Linked DNA regions of Mus musculus: region 2 is linked to region 1. The links are chromatin contacts, called in public HiCAR-type maps. All regions are on one chromosome and are shown on one strand. Each heading gives the region's core, a stretch centred on a gene start, on an enhancer-like site or on the middle of the called end of the contact. The rest is flanking DNA. Distances are from core to core; before and after follow the strand shown. Region 1 holds the start of Mettl23 (methyltransferase like 23). Region 2 holds the start of Tbc1d16 (TBC1 domain family, member 16).

The links. HiCAR-type assays count read pairs that join an accessible place to other places.
Region 2: a HiCAR-type map of astrocytes shows a contact between it and region 1, with 2.7 times the contacts expected there. The contact joins the promoter of Tbc1d16 here to the promoter of Mettl23 in region 1. A contact is called at or near these places in 2 of 115 datasets of contacts at active chromatin or transcription factors (astrocytes and extraembryonic endoderm stem cells).

The regions. Positions count from the first base shown.
Region 1 is chr11:116,842,197-116,846,938 of GRCm38.p6, forward strand. Mettl23 (methyltransferase like 23) reads left to right here and starts at 1,319. Exons shown (of 5, transcript NM_028865.3): 1 at 1,319-1,578. The coding sequence starts at 1,411. Jmjd6 (jumonji domain containing 6) reads right to left here and starts at 1,253. Exons shown (of 6, transcript NM_033398.3): 1 at 869-1,253; 2 at 136-524. The coding sequence starts at 997.
Region 2 is chr11:119,226,691-119,231,611 of GRCm38.p6, forward strand. It overlaps Tbc1d16 (TBC1 domain family, member 16), which reads right to left and starts at 1,809. Exons shown (of 12, transcript NM_172443.3): 1 at 1,706-1,809. Ccdc40 (coiled-coil domain containing 40) reads left to right here and starts at 1,882. Exons shown (of 21, transcript NM_001364767.1): 1 at 1,882-2,057; 2 at 2,338-2,472; 3 at 3,935-4,004; 4 at 4,783-4,921. The coding sequence starts at 2,444.

The sequences.
Region 1 (4,742 bases), core at 69-2,568:
TTTATCCAGAGACAGGGTTTCTTTGTGTAGCCCTTGCTGTCCTGGAACTCATTCTGTAGCCCAGGCTGGCCTTACAAAAATACCACTGCCTGTCACTGTCCATGGTTTTTGAAAACTTAACGTGAAATAATTTACCTGTAAGGGGGTCTGCGTTTCTCCCCCGCGTATTGGAAAAGATCATCTGTGAAAAACTTGGGCACCTTGTAGTCTTCCAAAAGTTTCCTTCTTTTGGGGTGTTCGCCATAGCTGCTATCGAAGATGTAAAGGGGACTGTCATCGCGGGTGCTCTCCATGTACTCGATGTAGTACTTCATCTTCATCTTAACCGAGTAGCCGTCATTATCCTCGCCGCACTTGAACTTCTGGTTCCGGTATTTCCTTTTGAGGCGCTCCAGAGTCCATTTCTCCTGTGCGGACCAGCCCTCTTGTGCATTGAGCAGAACCACGGGCTTGTAAGGCCTCTCGTAGCGCTCCACGAACTCTTTCACCGACAGCTGTAAGGCATCAGCTCTCTCCACGTTATCCTGCGGGAACAACAAAAGACCTGTCCCGTTAGGACACTGGAACAAGTCCAGTGGCGGATAAAGGTGTCCCACAGGGCCAATTAGCAAAGACACCCGTGAGCAATGGCACACACGAGCAAGGAACGAGCGAGCCTCTGCTCCTCCAGGGGGCCGGAGGGACGGAAGGAGGCCCACGTGCGTGCGGGCGAGCACGTCGCACCCGGAGCCACCCCTTCACGGGAGGGAGGGGCCCGAAGCTCCCACGACCGAGCGAGTTTTGACAGCCGGGCTGCGGGGCCCCATCGGGGGACCAGCGGCCCTCGGAAGGCGGGCAGCCGTCGTGTGGGGTCCCGCGCCCCGCTCACCGGCACGGCCGCGGGGTTCAGCGGGTAGCTCTCGTAGTAGTTGTGCCGGGTCCAGTCGAGCGAGTCCTTGAGCTCCGGCCGCGCACTTCGCTTGGCCTCGCGGATGCGCTTCTTGCTCTTGTGGTTCATCGTGAGCCGCTCGCCGTCCGGTTCCGCCCCGACCCCGACGCGGCTCGCGTTTCCTGCCACCAAACGCGCCCTCCCTCCCTGGCTGGCGCGGCCCCGAGACGCCCTTCGCTCCGGCCCGGCGCCTTTAAAGTCGCCTTCCAGAAGATTCACTCCTCAGCCGCCACCGGAGCTTTGGGTTGGGCGAACAGCGGCCTTCCTCCCCGCCCCACCGCCTCATGCGGTCCGCCATTGGCCTCAGCGACCTGCCAGACCCGCCTTCATGCACGCCAATTGGGCGCCATGTTGGGAAGGTCGCGTCGCCGACGCCCTGCCCCTCCCTGCTTTGGCCTACGCAACACTTCCGTCTGCGCGTCGCTTCCCTGCGGTCTCCTTCCGGCCGGGCCCGCTGCGGCCTCCGGCTTCCTGTGTTTGCCATGGACAGTGTCCGGCCCCGCGCTCCTTGGGCACCGCCTCCTGACCCGGCGTCCCTGGACTCCCCTACGTGCGAGCCCGGCCTCATGGCCGGGACCCAGCTCTTTCGGTTCCGGGAGGAGCCAGTTCCCGGAGGCAATCGGGCGGTGCTGGAGGTCCGCGTCCCGCAGGTGCGTGCGGCGGCACCCACGTGGGAGCCCCCTGTTTGGAGCGGGAGTGGGTTGTCCTTCAGTTCTCGGCTTCGTTCATTAGCACCAGGTCTGGTGTGAAGCCCGGTGAGGGGTTAAGTGCGCTCCAGTGACACATTTAGGGACAGTGCCAGGAAGTTCACTGAATTCCACCAGGAAAGTGGCTGTCTTGTCCTGTGATGCTAACTTTGTACTCTTTTGAAAGCATCTGTCAGTATATCTAACACGGCCTGCCCCCCTCCCCACCAAACCTCCGGGTACTCTTGATTGAACCTCTGCCTGTTAGGCAAGTGCTCCGCCACTGAGTGGTAGCCCTAACTCTCTGTTTTATTTCTGAGCTCAGGCAGGCTTTGAATTTGAACCCCCGTTTCCCGCTTCTTAGGGTTAGGAGTGTGCGCCACCATGCTGGCTTAAACAGTGCCGGGGCTCGAATCCAAGATCCATACACGATAGATGATAGTTGTGCTTTTGAGTTTATCCCAAACCCCGTAATCTTTGCTGTTTAAATTTTGGGACCAGGGATTCCTGTCTCCAACACCCCAATAAAATTTTATACATCGGCACTGGCTTGTTCCCTCCGAGCTCATAGCTACTCTAAAACTGACTAACTCTTCCCAGGTAGTCGGGTTTTACAAAGGATTTTCGTGTTGTAATGTAGGCAGCTGGACCATAGGTAGGTAGGTGTCCCTGGCAATAGTAAGGGGAGCAGAAGGTATAGCCTTCTGCTATACAATGCTGCCACCTGTAGCAGTCCTCGTTTGTTTGTTTTTTTTCCCAGACTTCTACACAAGTGAAGCAGAGATTTTGTTTTGAGACAGGGTCTCTCTATGTATCCCTGGTTATTGTGGAACACATTCTGTGAACCAGTCTGGACTCAGGGTTCACCGTGCCTCTGCCTTTGGAGTGTTGGGATTAAAGGTGTATTCCTCCGCCCTCCCAGCAGCCTCTAACATTAGAGAAGAGATTCTTGGCTGTGTACTACAGAGAAATATTTCAGGACAAATAAGCGTGAAGCAGAGTTGGAAGATACTAATAACCTGGATCTTTTTAAGTTTGGGCATTAATAGACAACTAGGAAAAGGACAAGAAGGCATGGGGTACAGACTTCATAAGTCAGAATACTGCACTTGAGTGTCTTAATAGCCATATGAATGATTTGGTAACATCTGGAGTTAAATTGTTTAAGGAATTTTTTTGTTTGTTTGTCTTGTTTTGTTTTTCGAGACAGGGTTTCTCTGTATAGTCCTGGCTGTCCTGGAACTCACTTTGTAGACCAGGCTGGCCTCGAACTCAGAAATCCACCTGCCTCTGCCTCTGCCTCCCGAGTGCTGGGATTAAAGGCGTGCGCCACCACGCCCGGCTGTTTCAGGAATTTCTAAGAAACTTGTTTTAGTAAATAAAACCATAGAACATTCTGGTTTGAAATATGTCAATATAAAGAACTCTGCTCCTCTGTAGACAAATGTCACGGTGAATTTTGTTAGTTGTACTAAAATTTGATCCTCACTTGGTGAGAGACTAGTCTTAGGGATGAGATCTTGACTTTCCCATGTCCTCCTTGTTTTTAGTTTGTCCTTTCTCAGCAGGTCAGTGTTACAGGGGAAAACACATAAGAGGCAGACCAAAACAACTTGTTTCTGTAGCTTCCAAATGTCTTCATGTCAAAAACTCTTGAATTTCCTTCCAAATTTAGGGAGTAAAGACACTCAATATGAGTAAAGAACCCCGGGGTTTTTATACACAAATCTGCATTTCTTCTAGAAACATCCTTCTCTGGGCCTTTATTGTACTCAAAGCCTAATCCATTGTGTTATAGACATATGTTAAGTCAGGGTCTCATGCTTAGGTACTGATATTTGTTTTTTGAGACTGGATTTCATTATGGAGTTCTGGCTGGCCTGCCCACTTGTGCCTTTCAAGTGTATTAAAGCCATGCACCACCATCCCCTGCTTTATTTTTTTATTTACAGATTAATTTTTTGCTGGAATTGATGGCCCATGCCCTTAATCCCTCCTTTAATCCCAGCATTCAAAAGGCAGAGGCAAGAGGATCACTGGAGTTTGAGGCCAACATAGTCTGCACAGTCACAACACAGTGACTTCCTCTCGAAAATGAAGAGTGGGAAGCTTTGAACTGCTGAATCTTCCATCTGGTCTGTATTTTTGCCCCGGGACTTCATTTACATCAAGTGCATAAGTACAGTAAACAAAACAATGTTTCTCTGGCTTTTTCCATCATTCATTTTCTAGTGTTCTTCATTCTTCTTGCCTCCACCCCTCAGTATTACGTTCCCTCTCTGCTCCCCAAATAAAGTTTATTTTTATGTTTCTTGTTCTTTTTTGAATCAAAGTCTATGCAATCCTGGCTGACTGAACTCATGGAGATCTACCTAGCTCAGCCTCTCAAGTGTTGAGATTAAAGGGGAGTATCACTGCATAGGCTTTTTATGCTTATAGGTATTTTGCCTGTATGTATGTATGTCTGAGCACCACCTATGTGTGTCCTCAGAGGCCAAAAAGGGCTATTAGGTCACTTGGAACAGAAGATCCAGATGTTCGCTGGCTGCCATAAGGGTGATGGAAATTGAACCCTGATCCTCTGGAAAAGCAGAGCTCTTTCCAATCCCTATTATTGTTATTTTTAAGTAGGGTTATGACATTTTGGCCTGACTGGCCTTGAGTTTGGGGCCCTCCTGTCTGCCCCCCTTCCTTCCAGTGCTGGAGTGACCAGTGTTTACCACTATACCCATCCATGTGCCGTTAGTGGACTGATGAGTAAACTCAGTCCCTAGAGTAAATTTGGCCCTCTCTTTCTTTTACAGCTTTGATAAGCTTTGCCAAAGCTAGTCTATCAGGGCACCCCTTCTTCCAGAAGACAGGCAGAAGGCTTATATTTCTGTTGCTAATATTCAGTGCTTTGTGCCTGGCATTGCATATTAACTACCCTAGGGAGACAGTGTCTGTAGTTGAGAGACTGAAGCCCTGACAAGTAGGTCATGTGACATTACACATCTGGATCTGGAGTAGTTGGTGGGGGAGGCTCATTGTGGAAGCATATTTTTCCTCTAAATGCTCCCCAGATTCTAATTGTTTGTTTTTACACAGAATCTAGAAGTCTAGTTCTGGCTGGCCTTTGATTTGTATGT
Region 2 (4,921 bases), core at 559-3,058, 2.4 Mb after region 1:
CTGAAGTTTGTCACTCAAAATCAGGGCACAGAGAGGCCAGGACAGTAGTGGGGAGTTCTGTCAGCCCAAAGGCCATCCTCTCAAAGGGGGAAGCTCCAAAGCAAAGAGTGCTCCTCGGGAAGCAAGGACCTCCCAGCCGCCCCCCCCCCCCACCCCTTAACAAAGCCCTGTGAAGAGCAGGCCAGCCAAGTCTGTGCTGGGTCACATGGCATCATGTGACATCATCTTGGGGTAAATGTGAGTAAAATAGTTCTGTGGATAAAGGTGACTGCTGCCACCAAGCCAGAGGGCCTGGGTTTGAGTCCTCTCAAGACTCATGTGGTGGGAAGACAGAACTAAGCTCCACAAGCTGTCCTCTGAGCTCCATACAGGCACCACCAAGACACATGTGGGCACACACACCCCACACAATAAATAGTCATAATAAAAAATGTGGTTTTGAAAGCTTATAAACTGCAGCTCTTTCACGGGCCTGTTTTCGCACAACGAAAACCCACACATGGTGATCCGAGGCTGTTAACAGACACCGTGATTGCCAGGAGAGTCAACAGTTCCCAAGAAGAACTTCCTAGCTATACTCAAGACATTCCACTCACCAGAAAGCTATGGGGGGGGGGGGGGGACAAAACAAACAAACAGAGAAAAAACCCATAAGTACTGCTCAGCTAAGAGATCCATCCCCAGCAACCAGCTAAGAACCAACTCTGGTAAATTCCCAATGGGTGAATCTTAGCCGGCCCCTGTGCCCAAAGTCACCGCACCACTAAGTTCAATATTCGCTATCAAGGTTAATGTCAATATTTCTTCCAAGAGCTACATACATAGTTTCTTTTAAATTCTTTGATCAGTTATTAAGATTTAGAGTGGAGCCCCTAGTCCCCGGCTCTTTGCACCCATGTTCTGACCAGTATGCTTGGTGACAGGACACTTCCCCTCTCTCTCTCTTTCCTGATAAAGGAAGTTGACAGAGTCCATGGAACAAACTTTAACAGAGTCAAGAGACGCTTTTCTATTCCCCTATTTCTGAACGGAACCTGGACTAGATTGTGGCCAACATGTGACACCGACTTCGGAGGAACAGGCTTTTCTCACCGCGCGTTCTGGCAGGGTTCCGTGGGTTATTTTTAGCAATCTTAAATTGCCCTTTTTTCTTTTTATACTATCCCTTTTTTTCTTTCTTTCTTTTGAGGAAAGAGAGAGAGAGAGAGAGGCGCGCAGGCTAAAAAAGAAGCGAGGATCCTGACATGGGGCCTCTTAAATAGCCCTGACCATTTCCCCCTAGTGCCCCAACGCTAAGACCGCACACGCCCCAGGAGGGCATGGCACACCTTGGGGGCTCTGTCTGACAGTGCAGGAACCCCATAAGTTCTTCGCATGCTCAGACCAGCCAGCAAGACAAAGACCGCAAGTGCCCCGGCCCACAGCTCCAGACAGGCGAGGACCGAGTCTCCTCGAGTGGGCCCACTCCCAAAGCAGAGAGTCTCACTCGAGGGTGGAGTTCCCAGGGCGTCCCCAGCAAGATCCGGGTTCCTCCGCATCGCCCCCGCCCAGAGCCCAGAGCCGGTCCCCCAGCCACTCCCGGACCCCCGCGCAGCAGGCCCGGGTCCGGTGCGTGCAGATTCCAGGGTACCCAGGAACCGCCACGTCGTCCCGAGTGGACCCCAAAATCCCCGGCCCGCGATCCCAGAAGAACCCTGATACCCACCCGGGTCCCGCCGCGAGGGCTGGACACGCGCCGGCTCCAGGAGCCACCACCGCCGCCGCCACTGCCACCGCCGCCGAAAGCGAGGCGCGGCGGGGAGGGAATATGGAGAGGCCGTCCCCGCTCCGCCTCCGCTCCGCCCCCGCTCCGCCTCGCTCCGCCCCGGGGCCCAGCCCCGCTCAGCCCGGAACGCCAGGCACTAACTCCAACCTCAGGGTCCTGCGCATCCGTCGACCCCTGCTCGGGGCTTTCTGCTGACTCTGCAGGATCTCGCCACGCGCCTAGTACCCCGGACCCTGCCCTGGATGGGAGCCCTGTGCCCTCGATCCGAAAGGCAGGGCCTCCCTGTACCCATGTATGCGCTCACCCCTTGCATTTCTATTTCTCAAACTTAGGGTTACGAAGGAATGATGCTCCCCAAAAGGTACTGGTTCTTGAGTAACCCAAAGCTGGAAGTGGAAGAGCCAGAGCTAGGCGCGTTTCCCGGACCCAGCATCCCCAACCTGCCTGCCACTTTCTTTGAGTCCCTGAACATCATCAGGGTCACTCTACGGGAACTAAGTCCAGCCGGGAAAGTCTGGGACACATGGCGACGGACAGGCAAAACACATTTGTTCTTTAATGTGTTTGCTTAGTGTTTCTGTGTGAATCGATGGACGCTGCCAGACCCCGCCTCCTGCGGTCTTGGAGCACGCGGTCCAGACTTCGCCGGATGTTGATGGCGTAGCCTAGCAACGAGAGATGGCGGAGCCGGAGGACCAGGCTGACGGGTAAGCCCCGCAGGAGGGATAATAAACCCACCAGATGTTTTCACTAAATTTCTGCACGCAGGTACCCCCACCCGGACCGCCTTCTCCTTCACTTCTGTGCCCCTTCCCGCTCTTCTCCACTTTCTGGACCTGTCCTACACTACCCAACCCACGCTCCCCCATGTCCCCTATCTCTTGCACCTTCTGTTCTTTGTCCTTTTCAAGCGCCCCCCACCCCCCATCATTCCTTACTCCTAGCCCCTGCTTCTCCTGGACTACAGACTTTAACGCCCCGCGGTAACCATGGCAACCATCATGCTTGATAAACCCGCTGCAAAGCAGGACTTGGATGGATGGGACGCCGTTCAGTATTACAAGAGTGGGAAGAAAGGAGGAGCAGTAGCTCCGTTGGGATTGGGCTAGGCCCATACCTCCCCCTGCAAGATGGATTCCCCTCACCCCCATCATGGTCTTGAGGGATAGACTGATCCCCATCACTGAGTGAACCCCAAAATGCTGTTGCCGGCACTGTTTTAGGTTTTGTGCAAAACAAAAGCAAGTTTAAACAGTTCTATTTGCTCAGACTTTTCTGGGTTGTTTCATATAGTTAAAGTCCTTATGGACACCCATGGAAACACATCCAGAGTATATCCCACGAGAAGGCTAACTGTGAAGCCACAGGTATAGAATGAGCTCCAACTTGGGGAAGACTTGAAATGCAAAGATTCTGAGCAAAGGCAGGTGCACAAAATGCCTGCTCCAGTGGTGCTGGGAAGCAGAGGGGGGAATAGCCCAAGCTCTCATTGTCTGTGAAGCAGAAATCTGTATTCGTTTGTTTTTTAGAAAGCTAGCTTAGCTTTTTAAATAGTCTTAAATATTGCATGTGGCATATTTGTAGAAGTGGTGTGTGTGTGCACGCGCGTGTGCGCACATTCGTGCAGAAGCCAGAGGAAGATTCAGGCGTCCTGCTCTATCTATCTCTACCTTATTCTCTTGAAGCAGAACCTCTCATTGAGCCTGGAGCTTGACTGGTGGCCAGCAAGCCTTAATAGTCCTCCTGCCTCAAACCCTCACAGTGCTGGAGTTCAGGCACAAGCAACTGTGCCTAGCTCTTACGTGACTGCTGGGGGTCCAGACTCTAGTTCCTAACTAAGTTTTTGAAAAGCCAAAATATTTTACATGCAAACCTTGGCTATGTTGAGAAGTAGAGACGGCATGCTGTCCTCTCTCCTGAGACCTTCTCTGCTTGGCCCCAGAAACAGACTTCGCTGGGGTGTTCTCACACGCCGCTCCTTTCACGTTATAATTGCGCCTTACGTTCATTCCCATACCACATTTGTGGCCCGTGACTAGCATGGCCCAGCGATGGAAGAGTCTCTGCTGGCAGCAGAGTGGAGGAGAGGCAGAGGCCTTACCAGTGAACAGCTGGTATGCAGTGTGCATGATAGGGCTGTGAACCAGTGTTCCCTGTCTCTAAAAGCAGGTCACAGCAGGAAGGCCAACAGTCTTCTGCCGAAGAGGACTCGGAGCAGCAGTATACTGAAGGCCCTGAGGTAACGTCCATTCAGACCCCTATGTGCTAGGAGACAAATAGACAGGGGCCAGGGACCATGGGACCATCATCGTACGCTCTGGGACCATCTCAGTTCAGGCACGGAGAAACTCGTTCCCTTCTCACTGTGTTCTACTGGCATTGTTAAAACCGTCTGACCAAAAGCATCTTAGAAGAGGAAAAGATTTATATGGCTTTCACTTCCAGGTCATAGTTCATCCCTGAGGGAAGTCAAGTCAGGAGCCTGAAGGCAAGCCTGCTTGCCAGTCAGCATGTATTACCTCTAACTAGAGAACTCACTTGTGGGGCCCACACTCACTCACAGCCAAGGGAGTATGACAGGAACATTGCATACCGGCTCATTCGCAGCTTCTGCTCAGCTAGCTTTTTTATACAGCCCATGACTGCTTATGTAGGAAATGGTGTTGCCTGCAGTGGGCCAGGCCAATGAATAGTCAAGACAACCCCCCATCCCCTACAGACAGGCCAGCCTTCTCTAGTCAATTTCCTCCCTTGAGACTCCCTTCTCAGATTAAGATAGGCTGGGTCAAGCTCATTCCAAAGTGTTAGCTTTCGGTGATAACACGCCAACCCTCACACTGCCTTGTATTTTCCAGAGTTCATGCTTGTAACACGTGCCTCTAGAAAGAGGCAGTAGTTACATCAGACACAGAACATCATCTCTTGGGGGTGGGGAGATGTATATAGATGTTCTTGTAACCCTAAGATCTCTCAAGATTATATTTTCTTCCCTGGGATTTCTTGCCGCCCTGTAACAGGTATCACCACAGCTGGAAGACAATGGCCAAGAAATTGATGAGGGCAGAGACCCCACCAGAAGTCCTGAAGAGGACATTACAACTGAAGGCGGGGGCGGATCTGAAGGGGAAATGATGGATGCTGAGAAAGTCAGCACGG